2 separate regions of the Rattus norvegicus genome follow, and region 2 is linked to region 1. A link is a contact called in public Hi-C data. All regions are on one chromosome and are shown on one strand. The core of a region is the stretch at or near the end of the contact, and the rest is flanking DNA. Distances in the headings are between cores, read along the strand shown.

Region 1 (5,350 bases), core at 521-3,020:
GCTGTTTCAATTTTAGTGTATGTGCTGCCCAAGTGACTGTTAAACACTGAGTCTGGCTACGTTGCCCAAATACTCCTGGGTTCAAGTAATCTTTTAGCATCAGCCTTCCAAGGAGCTGGAACCACAAGTACGTACTGGCCTTCATAGACAACTGTTCTGAGACAGTTCAGCCTATTAAAAATAGAGGGAGGCGGGGCACAGTGCACTCACCTCTAATCCCTGCACTTGAGAGGCCAAGACTGGTGGATCTCTGTGAGTTCAAGGCCAGCCTGGTCTACAGAGGGAGTCTCTACACAGTTGGGGCTACATAATAGAAGATCCTCCTCAAGAAACCAAAAAGTGAGGGGTTGGGGATTTAGCTCAGTGGTAGAGCGCTTGCCTAGGAAGCGCAAGGCCCTGGGTTCGGTCCCCAGCTCCGAAAAAAAAAAAAAAAAAAAGAACCAAAAAAATAAAATAAATAAAAAAAAAAAAGAAACCAAAAAGTGGAACAAAGAAAGAGAGAGACGAGATTATAGCTTCTTAATGAAGTTTCCTTTCATTATAGAAACCATGCTCATGGAAAATGTTGCCATGTAATACACATAGAGGAAAAGAGAAAGCACGGGCCCACCTTGACTTCACAGATGTTGTTCTCAGGCTATTTTGCTGGAGGTAGCTCAGGTCTGAGGCCGCTGTCCCCATGAAGAGCCACCAGTCCCTGTACTGCTGCCAGAAACAGCCTAGCTAGGGTAGTGCCCCACCCAACTCCCAGGAGTAAATAAGAGAAGGAAGTAAGAACAGGAAATAAGGGGTTCAAGGCCACTCTCTACTTCAGAGAAAACTGGATACCTGAGATTCTTATCTCAATGAGAGAAGAGGAAGAGGAGGAGGAGGAGGAAGAAAAGGAAGAGGAGGAGAAGGAGGAGGAAGAAAAGGAAGAGGAGGAGAAGGAGGAGGAGGTAGAGGAGGAGAAGGGGAAGGAAGAGGAGAAGGAGGAGGAGTTGGAGGAGGATGAGGTGGAGGAGGAAAAGGAGGAGGAGAAAGAGAAGGAAGAGGAAGAAGAGGAAGAGGAAGAAAAGGAAGAGGAGGGGGAGGAGGTGGTGGAGGAGGAAAAGGAGGAGGGAAAGAGGAGGAAGAGGAAGAAGAGGAGGAAGAGGAAGAGGAGGAAAAGGAGGAAGGAGGAGGAGAAGGAGGAAGAGAAGGAGGAGAAGGAGGAGAAGGAGGAAGAGGAGAAGGAGGAGAAGGAGGAAAAGGAGAAGGAGGAGGAGGAGGAGAAGAAGGAGGAAAAGAAAGAGAGAGAGAGAGAGAGAAAGAGAAAGAGAGAAGTATTAGGGATCTTGCTTTGGTTTTTTTGTCATTGCTGTGGAAGCTCCAGAAAATCTCATATTATAGTTTGGTTGAGACACAGCAGAGCAGAGACTAGAGAGAGCTCTCTCTAGCTACTCTTCCAAGGCTCTCCCAGCACCCTGAGGCAGCTCGCAACCATTTACAATTAAATCCAACACCCTCTTCTGGTGTACAGACACATCTTCAGTCAAAGCACCCATATATATAACATACATCAATAAATCTTTAAAAAGAAAGAAGGAAGGAAGAAGGAAAGAGACAGACAAGAGACAGACAGACAGTGGAGCAAGGCTGGCTGTGTTGGCATACACCTTTAATCCCAGCAGTTGGGAAGCAGAGATAGGCGGGACTCTGTGAGTTCATGAACCTGGTCTACAGAGTGAGTTCCAGGACAGCCAGGGCTCTGACTCAAAACGCGCAGGAAAGCTGGAGATTCTGTCAGCTGCCAGGAGGAGGAAGCCCTGCCCTTTGAGTTTGGTTTGGTGGCCAAGAACCAATAAGAAAGCCCAGAGTGTCTCAGAGCTATATTTAGACTTTAGTTAAAATCCAAGCAAGAGATGGGAAAATAAAGGAAAGTCATGCTTAGTTCCAGGCTGCAAGTCAGAGTTCAGAGGACATCTGGGTCCTAGGCCAGAAGATGGCGCCAGGGGAAGTTGACTAGAAGTGGAAATAGGAATGTTATTCACAGGGGACTGGGGGAGTCCTGAGAATACAAGTGGACTCAGGAGCTGAGAAGACAAGCCCCTAAAGCCAAGAGTTTGTTTCTCTCATAACAGACTGGTGTAACTCCCACACGGGGCAGGCTGAGAGGGGAGAACTGTGAACTGCAGGCCAGCCTGGGCTACATAGCAAGACTCTGTCCAGAAAAAAATAATAAAACGAAACAAAAGTCTCTTAGGGAGTGCTCCGTCTGCTTTCATCTCATGAGATCTAAAGGAACCCAAGTTTATAAATCCCCTGTGCGACACACCCACAGGAAGCCGTGGTGAAGACTCTTCCCCTTAAGTAAAGACCTTCTCAGTAAGGTGCTTCAAGTAACTGAGAGATATTTCTCAGAAACGGCTGTGATTTTATTCCAAGCGCTCCACGTAAACATTTCCGAGATTTCTGGGTTTTCCATTGACTTTAACCTTCTGGAAGAGTGGCTGGTTCTCTTAACCACTGAGCCCTCTTTCCAGTCCAAGATTTTAACACATTTTATTTTATTTTATTTTATTTTATTTTATTTTATTTTATTTTATTTTATTTGTGTGGCCCAAAGAGGCCAGCAGAGCTGGGAATGGAACTTAAGAGAAATAATTAGAAATTTCCAGAAACAAAACTTTGTCTTCTGCTGCTTGTGTAAGGTCCAACTCAGACTCTCGGGTTGGGCTCTTAGGGTGTTTGCCTTTCCATACCGCCATGTGACAGAGCCCTGAGATCCAGGACAGAATTGGAGGGATTTTTAAAGGCCCATTAAAGTGTATACAAAATAAGCAGCAAAGTCTCACATCAAGTCCAGGAGTGAAAGGGAAGCCCCTGGTTCAGTTTAAGGAACTGGCCAGGGCAGCGGTGGTGCACACCACACTGCAGAGGCAGAGGCAGAGGCAGAGGAGGCAGAGGCGGAGGCCGAAGCAGAGGAGGCAGAGGCGGAGGCAGAGGCGGAGGCAGAGGCGGAGGCAGAGGCGGAGGCAGAGGCAGAGGCAGAGGCAGAGGCAGAGGCAGAGGCAGAGGCAGAGAGGCAGAGAGGCAGAGAGGCAGAGAGGCAGAGAGGCAGAGGCAGAGGCAGAGGGAGAGGCAGAGGTGGCAGGGGCAGGGGCAGGGGCAGGGGCAGAGACAGGGGCAGGGGCAGGGGCAGGGGCAGGGGCAGAGGCAGAGGCAGAGGCAGAGGCAGGCAGATATCTGAGTTCAAGGCCAGCTGTGGTCTACAGTGCAAGCTCCAAGACAGTCAGGGCCACACAGAAAAAGCCTGTCTCGGGAAAACCAAAGGTGGAAAAAAATTTAAGAAACCAATTTCTGTCCTTCCTCTCAGTGGCCCCCTCCTGTGCTCTGGCTTCCTCAGGTCACCCCTGAAGGTGTCTGAGCCATACCTTCGCCTGAGGGATCAGACTCCTGGCTGGCCGCCCGCCAGCCTTAGCTTACACACACAGAAGTTTGACAAATCAAATGAGGAAACCCGGATCCTCGATGGAAAGTAGTCCACTGGAGAGCACAAGGCCTGCAGAAGGAGCCATCAAGGTCACCAATAGCTATGGGACCTGAGCTCATAGTAAGGAAACAGCACCTGACTTGAGGTGGAGAAGACCTAAGCTTGGAGTCTAATTCCACCTCTTAACTAACCTGGGTATCCTGGACCACTCTACCTGCAGGAGTGTAAGCGTCTCGTGACCTTCCTGATACCCCCCACCTTAGGTGTCTCTGGAGCTGTGCACCACTACCAATGTGTGTGATGCTGAAGGTCAAACCCAGGGTCCTACGTGTGCTAGGGCTGCATCCTACCAGGTGGTCACATCCCTAGTACTGTGTTCTTCAGCTCTGAGCTTTCACCCTGGGCCGCTAGGCTCTGCCTCTGCATCCCGCCCACCTAGCCCTCACACAGAACATGCACTGCAGTGGAACCTGCACTCCCCAGGGATCTGCAGAAAGCATTCTTTCCCTCGTGTCTTCAAAACCAAATAGAGTGCTTCTTAGCAGACACTTTCCAGAGCGGAGCGCACCTTACATCCTTGACAAGAATCGCCATCTGCTCCCTCATCTTCTGCAGGGTGCAGCTCGGTAACTTGGCAGATGGGGAAGTGGCTCTCTCCCGACTCCTGGCCCCACAGCCCACTCTCCCTACAACCCACACAGCCTGGCCACCCTAAGGGACACCTGGTTCCTATGTTACTTTCTTCAAGGCAAGGAGCAACCTCAAGGAAAGAACAGCTGTGCTGAGGGAGCTGGGTCCAGGTGAAGGGCGGTGGGTGCTGCTCAACTCCAGCTTCATCGGAATTGGGGCCTTCAGATGCTTCTTGCCACCTGCCATGGCATGGCCTTGGTGGGGACAGAAGGACATGGCTCCTGCCCTTGAGACAGGGCCAGCAGGCATGGGCCTATAGAAGAGTGGATGGCTGCTGTGTTTGTATAATACTGCACATATTTTCATGGTTCTCTGAGGAATGTCCTCCCTGCTAATGTTAATAACTCTATGATAATTAGAGACATCATGAGTCCAGGAGGGGAAGGAGTAGCTAATGTCTCAGCCAAATGGTAAATACTGGGACCTTCAGGACAGCCCTTAAGGCTGTGGGAAAGAACTCTAAAAATATGAGTTCAAAAATGTATAATTTCTCAACTATGCAGAAATATAAAATGCAATATGAATTGTATAAGGAGCTTCACAGATCTAAAGGAACAGAGGCAGCTGCACTGTGAACCAGTTCATCAGAGCGATACAAAGGCAGGCAGACCCCTGAGTTCAAGCCTGGGACAGAGTGAATTTAGGTCCAGGAGTGGTGGGAAACGGTAACCTCAGGATAAGGTCCCACCCAGCTAAGTTTACAAAGGCAGGCAGATCTCTGAATTCTTTTGCAATATTAAGGAAAGAAAAAAGGGGGCTGGAGAGATGGCTCAGTGATTAAGAGCACTGACTGCTCTTCCAGAGGTCCTGAGTTCAATTCCTAGCAACCTCATGGTGACTCACAACCATCTGTAATGGGGTCTAATGCCCCCTTCTGGTGCGCCTGAAGACAGCTACAGTGTACTCATATATAATAAATAAATCTTAAAGGAAAAAAGAAGAGGAAAAAAATGTACTTGCTGTTCTTTTCCTAAGAATCTGGGGGCTAAGGTAATAGAAGGCTGATTCCTGGGTGGTCAAGCGGGAACTTGGAATAAATAACTGAAATAATATGTAAATAAAAACCTAGGCTTTTGGTCCACATGAGACGAGCTGGCAAAAAGTGATAGCAGTTCTTAGAATGTTTCCCTACCCAGAGCTGAGCTGTCTCAAGATCTCTGGAGAGGGAACACAGCTCTTCAAACATTTTGTTTTAAAAAAAAACAG
Region 2 (5,305 bases), core at 1,770-4,269, 54 kb after region 1:
CCTGGTAAAGGAAGAAGGTCTTTTACTCAGTTCTTTTGACTGACCATTTAGGCAGATGTCCTCAAACTAAGCAGTGCCCAGGGATCACAAGGAACAATTTTGTTTTTGAAAGTGTAGACCTCACTCTCTGCTCTTCTGATGCAGGTTTAATAAATGACCAGGGGTCAAGAATTGTCATTTTTGGTTGGGCACTGTGGCCTTTGATCCCAGCAATCAGGAGGCAAAGACAGACAGACCTCTGAGTTCAAGGCCAACCTGGTCTACAGAGTGAGTTCCAGGACAGGTAGGGTTACCCAGAGAAACCCTGTCTCAAAACACAAAACAAAACAAAACCCTAATGTTTTAAAAATTGTGATTCTTACAAGGATCTAGCCTTCCTAGCTGAAATCTGACGCTAGATAAAAACTTACCCTTCAGAAAAATACTGATTCAGGGTTGGGGATTTAGCTCAGTGGTAGAGCGCTTGCCTAGCAAGCGCAAGGCCCTGAAGCGCAAGGCCCTGGGTTCAGTCCCCAGCTCCGATAAAAAGAAAAAAAAAGAAAAATACTGATTCAGGGTGAGGCTAGGAATGCAGGCAGGTTTTGTAGACAGAGAAGTTGCCCCAAAGGAAGTTCAGAAGCTGAGAGATTTAGCTACTTAGGCGTCTTTGATGCTGCATGTTTTCTCTTGCCTTGCAGAAAGGAAGGGGAACTGAGGCCGCCCATGCCCAGCCTGTCCTCAGTCAACAGCGCCTAGAAAGTTTGACCTAGCAGAAGTCTCAGTCTCGGCTGGTCCAGAACCCTAGATGGAAGACACAGAGGGGTCCTAGAAGGCCCTGGAGGAGCAAACTGTAAAGATCCCACCTATTGGTGCTGGAAAGATAGCTCCGCAGTTAAGAGCACTGATTGTTCTTCCCAGGTTCAATCATTCCCTGCACCACATTGCAGCTCACAACTGTAACTCCAGTTCCAAGGGATCTTGCCCCTCACACAGACATGAATACATGGAGGCAAAACCACCAAGGATGATGGATGGAGGTGTGTGAGTGTGTGTGTGTGAGTATGTGTGTGTGTCTGTGTGCGCGCCTGTGTGTGTGCGCTGAGCTATCTCGCCTACCCATATATCTATGTATATCTCCCACCCATGGGTTTCCCCTGGGAGCCATCTCCAGCTGGCCTCACTTCTCTAAAGTCAAACATCTCACAGTCATTTGCTCCACACTTCCTGTTTGATGCTTGTTTCTTGATTGTTACTCTCCAGTTTGTAACTGTGCAAGTGTGGGTGTGGGAGATGGGTCGGGGACTTCTACTTCTCTGCCTTTTCCTTCAGAGCTGGGAGGGCTTTCACTTCCTCCCCAGACTCCCAGTTCTGCCTTCTAAATGCTGTTTGGGTCAGAAGACCCCACCCCCTCCTGTCCTTGGGTGTCCTTTCTGAGCCACAGGAAAACAGAACTCGCTGTCTCCAAAGTGCCTTGCAGCTCCTGAGGAACAATGGGAAGTGGTGGTGGGGCGCTCGCTCGCTCGGGGCTGTGCTGTGAGTAGTAACTGAGACAGACAGAGAGGCCCTCCCGAGATGGAGGAGATGGATGAGAAGGCCTCAGTCCTGCCTGGCACCATGAAGGGCTAAGTGAGGACCTTCTCTTTCATCAGTGCCTTCTGCCCCAGAATCCCACCAGATGAGAATGATGCTCTCAGCTCTGCCCACCGGGGATCTACCTACCACAGAGGAACACTGAGACACGGAGGGCTAGGGCTCCAGCACCTGGGCCTGACAGCTTCCCAATACACCTTTCTTGATCTCAGGCCGCCCGCAAAGTTTTATGTCAAGCCAGTAGAGGATTAAATATATGTGTAAAATACAGGGTGGTGGTTAATACCTGAAGTCCCAGCACTCGAGAGATAGAGGCAGAAGAGGCGTAAGTTTGAGGCCAGTCTGGGCTATGTGAGACCCTGTCAAGAAAAGAAAGAAAGAAAATATATGCAGGGGTACCAAGCCAAACTTAAGTGATTCTGCCTTCCAGGCAGAAAGAAAGCCTGTCAGTCACTGACTGTCTCTACCACCAGCACCATCGTGGACAACTCTCCCCGGTGTCCTTTGGCGCTCTCTCTCTATCCAGTCGAATAAGTCCTCGGTGCCTAAAATAACCTGCAGAGAAGCAGTTTCCCAGTTCCTCCAGAAGAGACCAGGAAAGCTGCTGGGCCTGAAGCCAGAGCCCACAGAGAGGCCTAGACCCACAAGGCAGAGTGCAGTGAAGGCAAACACAGTGCCCCTACCCTCTCTCTGCCTGGTCCACCTGCTAACCAGGGAGGGCTGGAGCAGGGGCGGTGGCACAGTTCTAAGAGGTCCCACATCCTTTGCTATCAAACTCACAGGACTGGGGTGGCATGGGTGTCGGCAATCTGCATGCTGGGGCTAGTTGGCTAAAGGTGTAAGTATGTGAGGTGGGAACACCAGTGACTCAGAGCCCATGATGTCAGTCAGACCCTTCACCGTCAGGTCACTGTCATTACACACATAACAAGTAGTAGAACTAAGGAGAGCCACGCGAGGTGCCACCACTAAAGCAAAAAGAGCCAGTGGCACACAGCAATCTTCAGAAGGGACTACTACCCCACTAGGGCGCGCCTTCTGGGTATCTCTTTTTGGAGCGACCCAGGATGCAGTTGAGTAAGACTTGTGGGAACACTGGGAACCAGACACCAGAGTCAGGTTCCAGGAAAACACACTGTCCTGTACCCAGACTTTAGGTAACTGCCCAGACACACACAGGAGCACGCAGCGAAAGGCGCTAGACGCAACAGGGGGCGCACGAAGCTCCACCGACCGCGTCAGCACAGGTGGGTCAGCCCCAGGCTGGCACACGGTACCGACGGGGTTCACTCTGCCGACGGAACCAGACAGTGTCACATTCCCCACGCCCGCTCCGGCTCCTCTTACCCAGCGCGCGGCAGCTCCCAAGGACCAGCGCGACTGCGGGCGCGGCCAGCAGGGCGACCAGCAGGGTGCAGCCGACGGCCAGCATGGTTCCTTCTACGTGGGGCGGCGGGCGGCGGAGAAGCTCCGCAGCCGGGGCCGGGCGGCCGGCAGATTGGAGTCGCGACAGCAGCCGCCGTCCGCTTCGGGCTCCACACTCAGCTCGCACTGCGAGCGCTCGCCCCGGCGTGGCTCAGTTCTGTGTCGGCGTGACTTCCCACTTGCACGTGACGCACAGCAGCGGGCAGTCCTGGCAACAGCGAAACATTTGAGGAACCGGTGCTGAAGCTCCTCTTGGCAGCCCCGGCTCGCAGTTACGAAAGCCCAGTAGGATGGCGCAATCACCCAGGGCTCCGTGGGGGTTACTTCTTGCAACCGCGCCACACCTGAGCCTCCAGGGACTCCCACCAAGGTCCCGCCCCAGGTTTTGACGCTGAGATAAGGGGAATTAGCCCCCTCCTTTCCTCCCTCTGCGCCCCCGTTTGGGTTTTGCTTTCATAAGCCCCAGCCAGTGGCTCTAGTTGTTAAAGTAGAGAGCGGGGCAGTGTCCCGGGAGCTTACAGGAATCAAACAGGGAATCTGAAATCTGCTGCGACCCCAGAGATTGTGATTTAATTGATCTGAGGGAAAACTTAGGCATCCAAAAAACTGAGAAAAAGATTTGCTCTCACCTTCCAGCGGAGGAGCAGCTCTTTGAAGCCTGCTGCAGAGGCAACGAAACCAGTGTGCGCTTTTGAGACTGACACAGAGACACATGAGTCACATCCTCAAGATTACTATTCTGGATCCGGGAATCTCAGTTTTCTCACCTATTAGAGATTTACTTTTAAGCCCATTATGAAGATTCCTGGAAACACTATCTAAGTATGTGGACCCCAAGTACTCAATGAGGAGTCTGGCCTTGACTACCCACGTGACTTGACTGCTTGCCATTTACCAGAGCCCACCACGGTTCCCTTCCACGCCACAGAGCTTGAAGCTACGGGGCATCTTCCCATGCAAAGGCGGAGGGAAAGAAACGCACTGAAAATAAAATTTAGACGAGGGGCCCTGGACCTACACCAGTATGTTATAATGTACTCTTCCATTTTGGGCTTTAGACTGATTAGAGTCCATGGGGCAACTGGAAGGGGTGCGTTCTGGCTGAACCCCTAAATAAGACATGACTTTATCTAAGCAACAATGTTCAACATGCAGACCTCAGACCTACGCATCCAACGCTTTCTGTGTAAACCACCCATAAGCAATGGCAGAACCAAACCTCTACCCAGGACAGTGGACTGGTTTTGATGGCTGTCATGCCTATAGACAGAAAGAAAGGCATGGTTGTCCCCCTCTCCCTGTGCTGATGCAGGCACTTGGGAAGCAGAAGCGCGGGTGGATAACAGTGAGTCTGAGGGTCCTGTCTAAAAAAAAAAAAAAAAAGAAATACATAATTTTTTCTCCTGCTCTTTAAAACGGGATTGCAGTTACACGCCTGTAATCCCAACACTCTGGAGGCCAAGGCAGGAAAGAGGCAAGCATTGTGGAACTTGCCCTATCTCAAAAATAAAATTAATTTCCAACAGACTCCCATGTGGTGCCTCCTTCCTTTCTGTGGTAAATGGAGACCTGAAAATAATTTCAGAGAGACAAATTGCTGGCCTGAAACAGGAAGGCTACAGAGGGCTGCCAGCTCAGATAGAGGTCAATAAAGGCATGTTGAAGGCAAGAGCAGGCGTCTCAGACATGACCTGGCCACTGTGCCCAAGTGGCTTCCCCCTGTTTTGATCCTGGGGGTTGGGGGTGGGGGTGGAGAATGTCCTATTTAGTCAGATGGTTTAGTTCCCGTCCCAGGTCTAGCTGTAGGATTTGGACAATTTCTCTGTGTTGTTTAGATTTTTCTCAACCCTAATTTTAATAATGCTCCCTAAACACTTTAACCTCCCTTCTAGCCTAGCACCCACCATAGGCAGTGGAAAATAAAGGTATTAGGATACAGGGGAAGTGGACCTGTTTAGAACTTGTTCCTTGGAGCAAATCCCATCTGCATTGTCAGGAAATCGGTAATTCAGTTCACAGGAGTCAGCAGCAGCAGCTCGATCCACTCACAAGTACTTCATGGCTATACCAGCAGTCCAGTTCGGTTGTGTAGGGATGAAAACACAAATCAGCAGTGGTACAATCCAGCAGAAACAGCCAGGCCTCAGCCAAACCTGCACCAGTCAGCAGAAGTGATTAGGCCAGGAGAAGTTCTTTGCCTTGACTCTCCCAACAAAGCAAAAAAATCATTGAAGAAGACCATGAAGCGTTGCAAAGCTAGCTATGCAAGCAAGCTCCTCCCTCTCCCAGTCCATCGAGTCCTAGTTATACT

The links. Hi-C and Micro-C count contacts between places; a contact is called where the count stands out from the background.
Region 2: a contact with region 1 is called in a Hi-C map of the A7r5 cell line, with 2.1 times the contacts expected there. The contact joins the promoter of Il6r here to the enhancer-like site in region 1. A contact is called at or near these places in 7 of 12 Hi-C or Micro-C datasets (the A7r5 cell line, Schwann cells, frontal cortex and 3 more).

The regions. Positions count from the first base shown.
Region 1 is chr2:177,589,726-177,595,075 of GRCr8, forward strand. It overlaps a transcript of Il6r not described here. Among named protein-coding and RNA genes, the nearest start is that of She, 33 kb to the left of the region's middle. Within about 2 kb of position 1,771, at least 21 of the 93 cell types and tissues checked have an H3K27ac peak or open chromatin away from gene starts, as enhancers often do. A contact at or near this core is called in the A7r5 cell line, where this site is marked.
Region 2 is chr2:177,642,190-177,647,494 of GRCr8, forward strand. Il6r (interleukin 6 receptor) reads right to left here and starts at 3,020. Exons shown (of 10, transcript NM_017020.3): 1 at 2,917-3,020. The coding sequence starts at 3,001.